3 separate regions of the Sus scrofa genome follow, and regions 1 and 3 are each linked to region 2. The links are chromatin contacts, called in public Hi-C and HiChIP or PLAC-seq maps. All regions are on one chromosome and are shown on one strand. Each heading gives the region's core, a stretch centred on a gene start, on an enhancer-like site or on the middle of the called end of the contact. The rest is flanking DNA. Distances are from core to core; before and after follow the strand shown. Region 1 holds the start of LOC102167410 (5-formyltetrahydrofolate cyclo-ligase). Region 2 holds the start of FAH (fumarylacetoacetase). Region 3 holds the start of BCL2A1 (BCL2 related protein A1).

Region 1 (4,192 bases), core at 1,107-3,606, 170 kb before region 2:
TTAAATCCAGATATGCATAGTTCTAAAACCCGTGTTAAACTGTGTCTTTCCCTCTCTTGACAAAATATTTCTGCACATGTTCACACATTCTATCTTCCCTTCACCTGACAAAACTCATCTCGTACTTCCAAACATATCTTAGACATCTTCCTACAGAAAGCCTTCTCATTCCTCCTCCCCTAAGCTACTAGGGGAATTTTGGTGTTTATGTTTCTAAAGCCTTGGTGTTTATGTTACCATGTATCTGAAAGTGCTGCAATTCTTCATTCACATATCTGTTTCCTCTTCTAGACTCTCTGTTCCTTTAGAGCAACAATCTTTTTTTTTTTTTTTTTTTTTTGTCTTTTTGCCATTTTCTTGGGCCGCTCTCGCGGCATATGGAGGTTCCCAGGCTAGGGGTCGAATCAGAGTTGTAGCCACCAGCCTACGCCAGAGCCACGGCAACGCGGGATCCAAGCCGTGTCTGCAACCTACACCACAGCTCATGGCAACGCCGGATCGTTAACCCACTGAGCAAGGGCAGGGACCAAATCCGCAACCTCATGGTTCCTAGTCGGGTTCGTTAACCACTGCGCCACGATGGGAACTCCAATCCTATCTTTTTTTTACCCCAACCCAGTACAAAGCAAAATATAGACTAATGTAGGCCTTCAATATATGTGAACTAATTAGCTAAATTTTAAGCACCTGGAGAGTAAGGCTAAGCTCCTATATTTCTCTATATCCACTAAAGCAAGCAATACTTTCTTCATAATAGCTTTAAAAATTCCATTTGAATAAATATACTAACATCTGCATAGATCACCTCCTGCACACCTATGCATACGAAGAGTGAAGTGAAATGCTTGTATTTGCTTTTATGGCTTTAACCCATAGGATCCTTGAATTTGAGAAACTAATGAATGATAGAATAGTGAAGAGCAATTAAAAAATTCTTAGGACAGGAGTTCCCAACGTGGCTCAGTGGTTAATGAACCCGACTAGTATCCATGAGGACGAGGGTTCGATCCCTGGCCTTGCTCAGCAGGTTAAAGATCTGGCTTTACCCTTGTAGGTTGAAGATGCGGCTCAGATCCAGCACTGCTGCGGCTGTGGTGTAGGCAGACAGCTACAGCTCAGATTTGACCCCTAGCCTGGGAAATTCCATAGGCCACAGGTGCGGCTCTAAAAACACAAAAGATCAAAAAAAGAAAAATTCTTATGCCATATCTAATTTAAGGGAACATCAAGGAAAAGGGCTCTCCTGCTAATTTCCGAATACAATATTGGGATCTATATGAGAGACAGGATGTTGGGGAAGACAGGAAGACAGATCATTAGTTTATCCCAGAATTACTAATATTTACTTATTCACAGGACATCAGTTTTTTCCCCTCGGATGTCCAACAAAAATCAGTCTCCCAGACATTTTCTAGAACATACTCTCAAGACAGGATCTGATTGCCATTTTACTGATAAGAAAATTGGCACTACATAAACAGACTGAAAATATAATTCAAGTTGGTCGGCAAAAGTAATGAAACCGAGTATGACAACCGACAAGGAACCCGATTCATTCTCCTAATTTCCCTCTTCTGCTTCCTATCTTCCCAGGGAGCCTAAGTATGAGACTCGGTTCTTTCTTCCACTAATTCGAAAAAAGCATGTAATTTCACCTACTGCGGGCAAGAAGGTTAGGCCCTAGGGTTACTGAGAAAGGGCCCAGCCCTCCACACGCTCAATGAAGTGCCGGCAGCACTGGGCTTCAGTCCTGTTACACCTCTGCATCCTTTCTTGCGCTCCATCGTCTGAAATAACTGCATCTTTCTCTGGATATTTTACTGATACTACTGGACTCTTCTTTGTAATTGAGACTCACTGAAGGCACCTTGGCGCTCAGGGGTTCACCTGTCTTCCCCTCCAGATCTTTCAGTTCTCACGCTGCTCGTACCTCAGCAGTCTGTCACCCATTTCCATCCTCTCCCTCCAAAGCCCCATAACTCCCCACGCCGCGGTCAACCCCACGAGCCGGTGCCCAAGAGCAACCAGACGCCCACAACCGGACATGCGCACACTCAAAGGACTTTGCACGCGTTTGCGGGACGTGCGCGCGCCTGGCGGACGTGCGCGCGACAGAGGCTTGCGCCTGCGCAGAGACAGAGGCCTGATGTTGCCTGGTCCTGGCGCTGTGGGCGCCGTCCTCGCGATCTCCCACCTTCTGGGTTAAGAGGCGGGACTGGCGCAGCCGCTCCTCGGCGCTCACCGCCCGCAGACGCTGCTTCAGCTCGGCCCGCAGGCTCCGCTTAGCGCCGCTCACGGCCGCCGCCGCCATCTCGCGGGCGCGATCTGGCCCCTTGTCCGCACGCCGCTGGATCTGCTGGCGCGGGGGAGGGTCCGGGCTCCGACGGGCGGGCCGCTCGCTTCCGGGTCGCGAGGAGCACCACGCCTCCCGCACTTGGGACCCGACTTTCGTGCAGCCTTTGCGATCTACGCACGCCCCTCCCCCAGCAGGTCGCGGTCACCGACTTCCCGGTTGCTCGCTCTGTCTGCATCCTGAACTGCTCTGCATGCCAGACCTCCTTGGGCCTGCAGTACTATTGGAAGGAGTACTATAAACGCCACTCTTGATTCCCTACGTGCCATGTGTCATGTAGTACTGGGACTGTCTGGGGCCTGAAAAGGCTTAGGCAAGCCACAAAGAGAATGTGGGCGATAGACAGTCCTACTAGTTACAGGGAAAATTACCTTTATTTATTCATTTATTTTTCTGTAATAACACCTTCCTCTTTTTCTTTTCCTGTAGCTGGGAGGGAGTTGGTTTACTGCTGATGGGTGGGACAGATCACTGATGAAGCAAGTGACCTTCCCTTTACTCGCAGCTTCTGTCTTCTGTTCACGTCTAGATTATTTAGGGATTATTTAGGACTGAAAGTAAGTCCATTACAGGGTTAAAGTCCAACAAGATTTTCACTGTGGAATAACTGGAACTTGCTCCTACTATAAAAGTTCTATTCCTTCAGAAACAGATGATTATGGAATTCTCGTTGTGGCTTAGTGGAAATGAATCTGATTAGTATCCATGAAGATGCAGATTCAATCCCCTGACCTCAATCAGTGGGTTACAGATCTGACAGATCTGATGTTGCCAAGAGCTGTGGTGTAGGTCACAGACACAGCTTGGATCTGGCGTTGCGTTGTGGTGTAGGCTGGCAGCTGCAGTTCAATTTGACCCTATGGTGGGAACCTCCATATGCCCTGGGTGTGGCCCTAAAAAGACACAAGGAAAAAAGAAACATGATTAGGAGCGGAGACCCGAGACTTTTTTCCTTGCAGGGTCTGTGATCTGAATTGGGAGAAGAGAAGGTGGTAACTTAAGGGAAGAACTAGGTGTGGAGGAAGGCTCTTTTATGTCAGTTTTACCCCTGACAATGTTCACACTCGGTAATCTGAGGAAAAGGTGAGAAAGCTAATTATTTGGTGGATAAAGAAAATAGACTTTGAAGTTGTTGGACGTTTAGAGGAAATATAGAAAGTTTATGTGAAAGTTTATAAGTTTTATGTCAATAAATCAACTTTACTAAAATCTGTATGGGAAAAGAGGCATGGAAGAATAGCTAGGAAAACACTGAAAATGAAAGACCACAGTGGGGAACTAGCCTTTCCAGGCACTGAAACATATTATAAAGCCTCTATAATTAAAACAGTGTGATACTGCCACTTGAATATACAGTGGACCAGTGCAATAGAATAGAAAGGACAGAAATAGGCATACAGTGGACTTCCTAGCCTCCAAACATAATCACAAGAGCCAATTCTTTATAATCTTTCTGTAGGTAGATATTGTCTGTTGCTACTGTTGTGGTGTATATGTAACCCCAAAAATATGAGCAATGAAAGAAAAGTAAATTGGACTTCATCAAAATTAAGAACATTTGGGAGTTCCCATCGTGGCTCAGTGGTTAACGAATCTGACTAGGAACCACGAGGTTGCCGGTTCGATCCCTGGCCTCCCTCAGTGAGTTAAGGATCCAGCGTTGCTGGAGCTGTGGTGTAGGTCACAGACACGGCTTGGATCCCACGTTGCCCTGGCTCTGGTGCAGGCCGTTGGCTACAGCTCCAATTAGACCCCTAGCCTAGGAACCTCCATATGCCGTGAGAGCGGTCATAGAAAAGGCAAAAAGACAAAAAAAAAAAAAACTGTGCAACAAAGGAC
Region 2 (4,298 bases), core at 304-2,803:
GATGGAGCATGATAATGTGAGAAAAAGAATATATACGTGTATGTGTAACGGGGTCACCATGCTGTACAGTAGAAAAAAATTTGTATTGGGGAAATAACAATTAAAAAAATAAATAAAAATAAAGAATATATATGTTCTTCAGAAAAAAAAAGATGTGAATTTGTTTTTCCTCTCCTGCTCCCTTCCTTCATTTTTTTCTCCCTCTCTTCCCCTCCCTTCTTTCTTTTTCTCAGTCTCCCCTTTTATTATTTATTTATTTATTTTGATTTTTAGGGCCACACCTGTGATATATGGAAGTTCCCAGGCTAGGGGTCGAATCAGAGTTACAGCTCCCAGCCTTCACCGCAGCCACAGAGGATCCGAGCCACGTCTGCACCACAGACCAGAACTCATGGCAATGCCTGATCCTTAACCCACGGAGCAAGGTCAGGGATTGAGCCTGAAACCTCATGGTTCCTAGTTTGATTTATTTCCGTTGTGCCACGATGGGAACTCCTCAGTCTCCCCTTTTAATCTTTACACACAAACACCTAGAATTTCTGTATGTCAGGTGCAAGTGCTCCACAGTTAATTTAATTCTCATATCAACTCTGTGAAGTAGGAAGTTTTATCAACCTTATACAGGGAAGAAAGCTGAGCCAGAAAGAGGTTAAGTAACTTGCCCAACATCAAACAACTTGCCAATGTCATTTTAACACTGGTATATGCAATAAACAGGTATTTTATAATCTATCTATATATATATATACATACGCTGTGTGTGTGTGTGTGTGTGTGTGTGTGTATTAGGGCCGTAACTGCGGCATCTGGAAGTTCCCAGGCTAGGGGTGGAATTGGAGGTGCAGTTGCCTGCCTAAGACACAGCCACAGCCAGCTTGGGATCTGAGCCGCATCTGTGACCTACACTGCAGCTCACCTCAACCCTGGATCTTTAACCTGCTGAGCAGAACCAGGGATCAAACCCACATCCTCATGGATACTTGTCAGGTTCCTTACCGCTGAGCCACAACAGGAACTCCCAGGTGAGTGATATTTTTTAGAATATTAATTTTCATTAATTTAAGCCTTCCAAACAGGCATGATCCTTTCACTGATAAAGTCAAAGTGCCATAGCTGACAGATTAGCATGGTTTATGAAAGCAGAAAAGACTGGACTGGACTGGAAGCAATGTTCCAGCTCAGGAGGTAGCATCTGGCGTCAAAGTGTCTGCTGTATCCAGGAAACCAACAAGACTTTTGTTGAGCTGAAAAGCAGGGCACACAACCGAGGGAAAACGAGGCTGAAGTCACCCCCGGCAGAGCCTTAAATGCCAGGTTGGCATCGCTCTCGGTAGGACCGAGGACCCTGCACCAGCAACTGGACCAAGGCCTCCTGGGAGGTGGACTCGGGGAGGAGGGCTCTCAATGAGGAGGTGGGGCTGCTAGCGTATGAGCGAAACTGGAGTGGGAGGGGGAGGAGGGGTTGTCCAGGGGTGGAGTTTGCGGAGAAACAGGCCTCATGGAGGGGCGGGGCTAATGGGGATGGGGCCTCTTGGTGAGCGGGCCTTGTGGAGGGGCGGGGCTCGAGGAGAGGCGGAGCCCTCGGGTAGGGCGGGCCGGGCCCTGCTGGGTCAAGGGGTCAACTCTGGTGGGGCGGGCCTGATGGGGCGGGGTCCTCAGGGGGCGTGACCCGGCCTGACCACCTCGGCGAGTCCCGGCCCGCTGATCGCCCGCAGCCCGCAACCCGCAGCCAGCTTCTCTGCTCGGTGCTCGCCAGCATGTCCTTCGTCCCTGTGGCCGAGGATTCTGACTTCCCTATCCACAACCTGCCCTACGGCGTCTTCTCCACTACAGGCAACGTGAGCTGCCATGCTCGGCTTCCGGGCGCCGGGAGGGAGGGCGTCCCCTTCGCCCAGAACCCCCACTCCTCTTTGTGGCTCCGCCCTGGTCAGATAAAGCAGGACGTTGAGCTGGTCATTTCTATGCTAGAAACTTCTTGCGAAGATCCCCAGTGCTATTTGGGGCCTTGAGAGCTGTGTCTCTCGTTTTCACCCCTGGGGGTGCGTTGGGAGGTAGGGTGGAGGCAGGGGCCTTATTCCTTTTGTGTGTGTGTGCTTTTTTAGGGCTGCACCCCGGGCATATGGAAGTTCCCAGGCTAGGGGTCTAATCGGAGCTGCAGCTGCCGGTCTACACCACAGCCACAGCCACGCAGGATCTGAGCTAAGTCTGCCACCTACATTGAAGCTCACAGCAACGCTGGATCCTTAACCCACTGAGCAAGGCCAGGGGTGAACCCGCATCCTCATGGATACTAGTCAGATTCGTTTTCGCTGTGCCACAACGGGAACTCCCACCTTTTTTCTTTTGCGTAGATCGTGGAGAGTGCTTGGTGGATTCATATTCCTCCTGGCAACCTCTAGATGTGCAAGTTATTGAAACTCTCAGCCTCAGTTTCTACAGGTTTATGTGAGAATTAAATGCAAAATAAGAGAAAACATATGAATCACCTCCTCAGGCAAACAGAGCAAGTTTGATTATTATTACAGAGGAGTTGAACTCACAGTCAACCCCAAAGTCATTTGGCTTTGTTTCCTTCCCCCAGAGACTATACGGCCAGTTGCTCAACTCCCAGGTTAGTCCCTAACCCTAGAACTCAGGAAATACTGATCAACTCAATATTTTTAGTAGCTCAGAGGGGTGAGTGCCTTGGGATCTAATAGTCTAAGAAGTCAAGTTTCTTTGCCTCCAGCTGGTCTTCTTGCAGCTCCCAGGGCTCCCTGGGCTCCCTCACTGTTCAGAAGCCCTTTGAGGCAGAGAAAGGAAATTTCGCTTTAGAGCGTGTAGTCTGCTTGGCAGAAAGAAATCTTTGAAAACTGGGAGTTTATCAACAAACATATAAGAAGCTTCCCAGAGTGGGGAAAGCAGTTTCCCTTGGATTTATTTGTATTTTTGGCTTAGATTTCTGCCCCCAACTTTCAAGGTAAAGTCTTAATTCACTCTGTAAAGCAGAGAAGCCCAGAATCTGCTTCGCCCTGTTGGCTAGATGGAGCTTCTAGCAGGAAGCCCCTTCCTGAAGAGTGGGTTCCCTGCCCCCCGTGGGTGATCATTGGCCTCAAGTACAGCATTTGCCAAGGTCTAAAAGATTCAGTGTGTGGTTGCACAACTGCCAGGCCTGGCCAGATGTTGCAAGAACACAGAAAGTTAACAGTCTCCTAGAAGTCCGCAAATGACGCATGTTAAACCTTAACCGTGTTAACCAATGTGCTCTGCTGGAGAGGAGCCCTCCCTCTGCTGGCCTCTGACACTCTGCCCTCAGCAGAGTGTCCTCGCCTTCCCTCGGGGCACAAGTCCATCAGGCAGAAGCCTTGTGAGAGGTGGGTAGGATGCTCTGAATTGCTTTTCCAGAAGACTCTGGAATGAACGCCTCTCAGAGGGTGGCTAGTAGTAGCCTTCTGACACCACATTCCTGCTGTTTCATGTTAGAATGGGCAGAGACAGCCCCTAGGGAGCTCTGGGTACCACTGTCCTCTGAAACCAGTGCTGAGGGCTGGGAGGTGGCATTCCAGAAGGCTGAGGGCCTTCAAGTGCAGCAGCCTGTGTCTGAAGCTGTCGCTGCAATCACTGGCCATTCCAAGGGTGGTGGCTGCCTCTCCAGGCTGGTCTAGTTGCCAAGGCAAAGCCTCCTCTCCTCCATGCTGGTGGCCAGCCGTTCATAGTCTTGGGGGAACAATTGCGAATCAACCCAGTTTTCCTTTTATTTTATTGTATTTTTTTATTTTTACTTTTTAGGGCCCTACGTGCAGCATATGGAAGTTCCCAGGCTGGGGGTCGAATTGGAGCTGCAGGAACTCCCAATCCAGTTTTCATTTTATTCATTCTTTTATTCAGTGAACGCTTATGAACCCCAGCTCTGGGCCTGACTCTGGGCTGGGAGTTGGAGATCAAAGACACACGAGACACCCTCCCTCCATCTTGGGTTGCTCTTGGGTGAGTAGAGCAGATCCTGGCTCTCTCCTCAGACTGGGACAGCCTGAGGAGCAGGTGCTGCAATAGCCTGGAGCCGAAGACCAAGTCGTTAAAGTCCCTGTGGTCCTAGCCCTGCCTCTGCTTCCAGGCTCTCTGCTCTCTCCAGCCACACTGGTTGCCTTTCAGTTTCTGGAACATTCTACAGCAGTTTCCTCCCTCAGGCCCTTAGCACATATTGTTCCTTCTCTCTGGAATGCTTTTTTTTTTTTTTTTTTTGTCTTTTGTCTTTTTGTTGTTGTTGCCATTTCTTGGGCCGCTCCCGCAGCATATGGAGGTTCCCAGGCTAGGGGTCA
Region 3 (4,438 bases), core at 214-2,713, 150 kb before region 2:
ATGTATGTAGTACCCTTTAAAATACCTTTTTAAATACTTTTGGGTGAAAAAAAAGCAGAACAAGTACCATGTACTATTTATACAACGAATCTATAAATACTCTAAATTTTTAGTATCCTTTAGTAAGTAGTAATAAATACTATTTAACGAACAATATACAAAATTTGTTTTTGCAAAGAAATGCTATGTATATTTTCTATGGTTATTTTCAATAGGCATGTTTTGCATGTAAAATAATTGATAAGAGTGGGGGGGCAGGATTATGGGTTGAAAAGAGGTTCTTGGGGACACAGTGCTGTGAAAAAGTAAGTATTAAATGCATGGGGATGTAAAGAGAAGCATATGCATCCAGCTGGGAAAGGTAGCTCACCAACATGAGTTCTAACATAGGCCCCCTGCGTGATCTTGGCCTTTTAAGGCATTGATCATAAAGTGAATTTTTATTTGGAAATTCTTGAATAAAGTTGCTTGCTGGTGGTGCACATTTTTTTTTATCACCAAGCTTTAACAGGCAGAATGTGTTATATTAGAAAACTAAAAAAAAATCAATTCATAAACAATGAACTTGGAAAATTTTACACCTGTCTTTTGCAACTTAAATATTACAGCCTCTAGTATCAACTATACTAATTCTGCATTGTCGTGACAACCGCAGCAAGAGCTGAGTCCTAGACTAGACTCTGATTCTGAAGATGCAATAGAGAGGTGCTTTATTAGTCCCCAAACCCCACTCTTGCAATTTACACTGTTAGGAATGAAAACTAGATCCACAAGTGTTTTCTAATTATAAAGTTTTAGGATTCATTAGAGATAAGCTAGATTTCTTTTATTTTAAAAGTTTAAAACTTTTAAAACAAACCACCCAAAGAAAAGTTGATCCTTAGGTAGTTGTTTTTTTTTTTTTTTTTTCCCCAATTAGCAAGGAAACTCAATTCCTATTTCAAAGTAAATAACAATGAGGAATGTTTCCTTCACACATACCCAGCCTCCGTTTTGCCTTATCCACTGTCCTGTGTTTTTGGTGATGAACTCGGCGACAAAGTAAGAAATCTCCTTGTACGTGTCCACATCTGGGGCAATTCGCTTTCGCAGAAGTTTCTTCATGAGAATACCTTCAAATGCAAATATGGTCACAATCCTTCCCCAGTTAATGATGCCATCTTCAAATTCCTTTTCCATCACTTGATTGAATATTATTCTGGCAGTGTCTATGGACACAACATCAAAATTGTCCAAGCATGGTTTCAAATTCTTTTCAACTTCGTTTTGGACGGAGAAAGCCACGTCTCGTAACACTCTAGATGTTTTGCTTGGACCAGATCCAGGTTGTGGTATCTGCAGGACATACTTCAGATAGTCCTGGGCCAGCATGTGAATATATCCAAACTCGTCGTCAGTCATCTTCTTCCCCCCCGCAAGAGCAAAGTCTTCAGCTTATTCACCGGGAATGGACTGGGGCGATTTGAAGCAAGAGCTCGGAGGGCTGTGTGGGACGTGACACATGATGGTGTCTGGAGGCTGGTGGAATTTCTTTTTGCATCACTCGGTGGTATCCTTCCTCCTCGTCACTCTCACGCGTAGGCTGTGTGTGAAAGAGAAAGTTAAAACATGAAAGAGGAAAATATCTCCACGAGAGGCCACTTCCTCATGCTCTACGTGGCTCATTCAGCTTTAAAAAGTCTTCAAGTCAAGGATATAGAAACTAGAACCCTTACACCCTGCTGGTTGGACTGTAAAATGGTACAACCCCTGTGGAAAGTTTCACACTTCCTCTGAAAGTTAAATATAGAATTACTGCATGATCCAACAGTTCCACTTAAAAGTGTACACCCAAAAGAACTGAAACCAGGGACTCACACGAATCCTTATACATAAATGTCCACACCAGCATGTTACTGCATGATCCAACAGTTCCGCTTAAAAGTGTACACCCAAAAGAACTGAAACCAGGGACTCACATGAATCCTTATACATAAATGTCCACACCAGCATGTTACTGCATGATCCAACAGTTCCGCTTAAAAGTGTACACCCAAAAGAACTGAAACCAGGGACTCACACGAATCCTTATACATAAATGTCCACACCAGCATGACTTAAAAGGGTCAACAGGTGGAAACAGCCCCAATGGTCATCAATGGGAGTTCCCATGGTGGCTCAGGAGTTCACCAACCCGACGAGCATCCATGAGGACGCAGGTTCGATCTCTGGCCTCACTCAGTGGGTTAAGGATCCGGCGTTGCTGTGGCTGTGGTGTAGGTCGCAGATGCAGCTTGGATCTCCCATTGCTGTGACGTAGGCCGGCGGCTACAGCTCCGATTCAACCCCTAGCCTGGGAACTTCCATATGCTGCAGGTTCGGCCCTAAAAAAAGAGGCAAAAGCATGTTCATCAATGGATGAAAGGATAAACACATTGTGGGACATTACTCAGCCACAGCAAGGAATGAAATGCTAGTGTGTGCTACAGCATGGATGAACCTCAAAAACATGCACCGAATGAAAGGAGCCAAATACAAGAGGCCACCTACTATGTGATTCCATTTATGTGAAATATCCAGAATAAGTAAATCCACCGAGATAGAAAGCACATTGGTGATGGCAGGGGACTGAGGGAAGAGGGGAGTAGCTATTTAGCAGGCACAGGGTTTGACTATATTTTGGAACTGCAAAGAGGTGGTGGCTGCACAACATTGTGACAGTACGAACCGTCACTCAATTGTTCCCCTGAAAAATGGGTCTTTTTGGAGCTCCCAACATGGCTCGGTGGAAACGAATCTGACTAGTATCCATGAGGACACAAGTTTGATCCCTGGCCTGGCTCCGGTGGTACGGTGAGCTGTGGTGTAGGTCGCAGACACAGCTCAGATCCTGTGTTGCTGTGGCTGTGGTGTAGGCCAACAGCTACAGCTCCAATTCAACCCCTAGCTTGGGAACTTCCATATGCTGCAGGTGCGGCCCTGAAAAGACAAATAAGTTCATTAATTAAAATGGGTCATTTTACATTATGCGAATTTCGCCTCCCAAAAAAGGTCTTAAATGCAGCCCAGTGGCTCAACTGTATTAATGACCATTTGGAATGGAGATTGGCAAACAGCCAGGTAACAGGGACCAGGGCCTCTCGTTGCTTGGGCAGTACTGCCCTTGACACTTTGGTACCTGAGTAGGACGATATAGGGAGGGGATTAAAAAGTATCACTTTTGTTCCTCACCCCCCATTTCACTAGAACTCCCGGTAGAAAACAAAATCCTGCTCTAAGCCAGTGCCTCTAATTCCTGCTCTTAAATCAGCCAAATTGTCTAATGTGTGGTTAGAAATTCAGGGCCAGAAAGAAGGCTAGACTTGGATTCAGAGGCCCCTGCTTCATTCCTACCCACCTCCCTGAGCCCTTATTCACTGTGTGCCTTTATTTTACTTACTCATCTGTAAAATGAGACAATAGACATTGGCCTCAGAGGCGTGAGGTATGAAAGGAGAGGACCTGTGTATGGGCACCTGTAACCATGCCTGGCACAGTGTGGGCACTGAATCAGCACGGGATCCCCCGCCATTCTCATTATGGACTAATGAGAAACCGGGCTTCCCGGTGAGGGCATAACTTCATTAAGTGCACAGTTTGAAGCGAAATGCAAATCTGTCATTTATTTAGCTTTGGCATCGATTCTGGGAAACAGTTGGCAGACCCAGTGAAATTTTTGGCTAAGCGGAGCAGTGGGGATTTGGGGGAGGATTTCAAGTCTCCTCACCAGAGTACATGGCCATTAAAGCCATCAGGGAAGCGTATTCCTGTCTGCTAGCTGCATCTCTCTGTTGCCTGAGGAGCCCATGTCGCTAGTTACTAGGCAGGAGTAGTGGGTGGGAAAAAAAGGAGGCAAGGGGGAGGGGGTCCCTAGAGAAATGGAATTCACTTTTTTTACTTCAACATATGTGGAGTAACTTTGATTCTTTGCGTTGGTATCTATGAACAGCTGCAAACAGGAAAAAAAAAATTTCCTGTTCCCATTGTGGCTCAGTGGTAACGATCCCAACTAGTATCCATGAGGACGGGGGTTCAATCCCTGGCCAGTAATGCGTTATGGATCTGGCATTGCTGTGAGCTGTAGTGTAGGTCACAGACATGACTTGTATCTGGCATTGCTGTGGCTGTGGTGTTGGCATCCACAGCTCTGATCTGACCCCTAGCCTGAGAACTTCTATGTGCCGTGGGTGCAGCCCTAAAAAGACAAAAAAAAAAAAAAATCCCATATAACTTGTATTTCTGAACTATCAGCAAAGGGCTAAGGATGAAGGGAAAGCGGCGGGTCATTGGGACTTTGGCAGCCATGAAAATGCACCTCTCAGACCTTATACCATGGAATGTAATTGACCAAGGGCTCCAGGTGCTGGACACTGAAACTACTGCCCAACTTTGCCCTGAGGCCACGCTACCTTCAGGCTGT

Evidence for each region. Hi-C and Micro-C count contacts between places; a contact is called where the count stands out from the background. HiChIP or PLAC-seq counts read pairs in DNA pulled down with a chosen protein or histone mark.
Region 1: a contact with region 2 is called in a Hi-C map of skeletal muscle, with 4 times the contacts expected there. The contact joins the promoter of LOC102167410 here to the promoter of FAH in region 2. A contact is called at or near these places in 3 of 5 promoter capture datasets (fetal liver, fetal skeletal muscle and liver), 11 of 47 Hi-C or Micro-C datasets (alveolar macrophages, epiblast stem cells, heart right ventricle and 4 more) and 2 of 2 datasets of contacts at active chromatin or transcription factors (alveolar macrophages and skeletal muscle).
Region 3: an H3K27ac HiChIP or PLAC-seq map of alveolar macrophages shows a contact between it and region 2. The contact joins the promoter of BCL2A1 here to the promoter of FAH in region 2. A contact is called at or near these places in 2 of 2 datasets of contacts at active chromatin or transcription factors (alveolar macrophages and skeletal muscle).

The regions. Positions count from the first base shown.
Region 1 is chr7:48,871,094-48,875,285 of Sscrofa11.1, forward strand. LOC102167410 (5-formyltetrahydrofolate cyclo-ligase) reads right to left here and starts at 2,357. Exons shown (of 6, transcript XR_002345772.1): 1 at 2,195-2,357.
Region 2 is chr7:49,046,280-49,050,577 of Sscrofa11.1, forward strand. FAH (fumarylacetoacetase) reads left to right here and starts at 1,554. Exons shown (of 14, transcript XM_003356648.4): 1 at 1,554-1,838. The coding sequence starts at 1,758.
Region 3 is chr7:48,896,204-48,900,641 of Sscrofa11.1, forward strand. BCL2A1 (BCL2 related protein A1) reads right to left here and starts at 1,464. Exons shown (of 2, transcript NM_001164511.2): 1 at 982-1,464. The coding sequence starts at 1,401.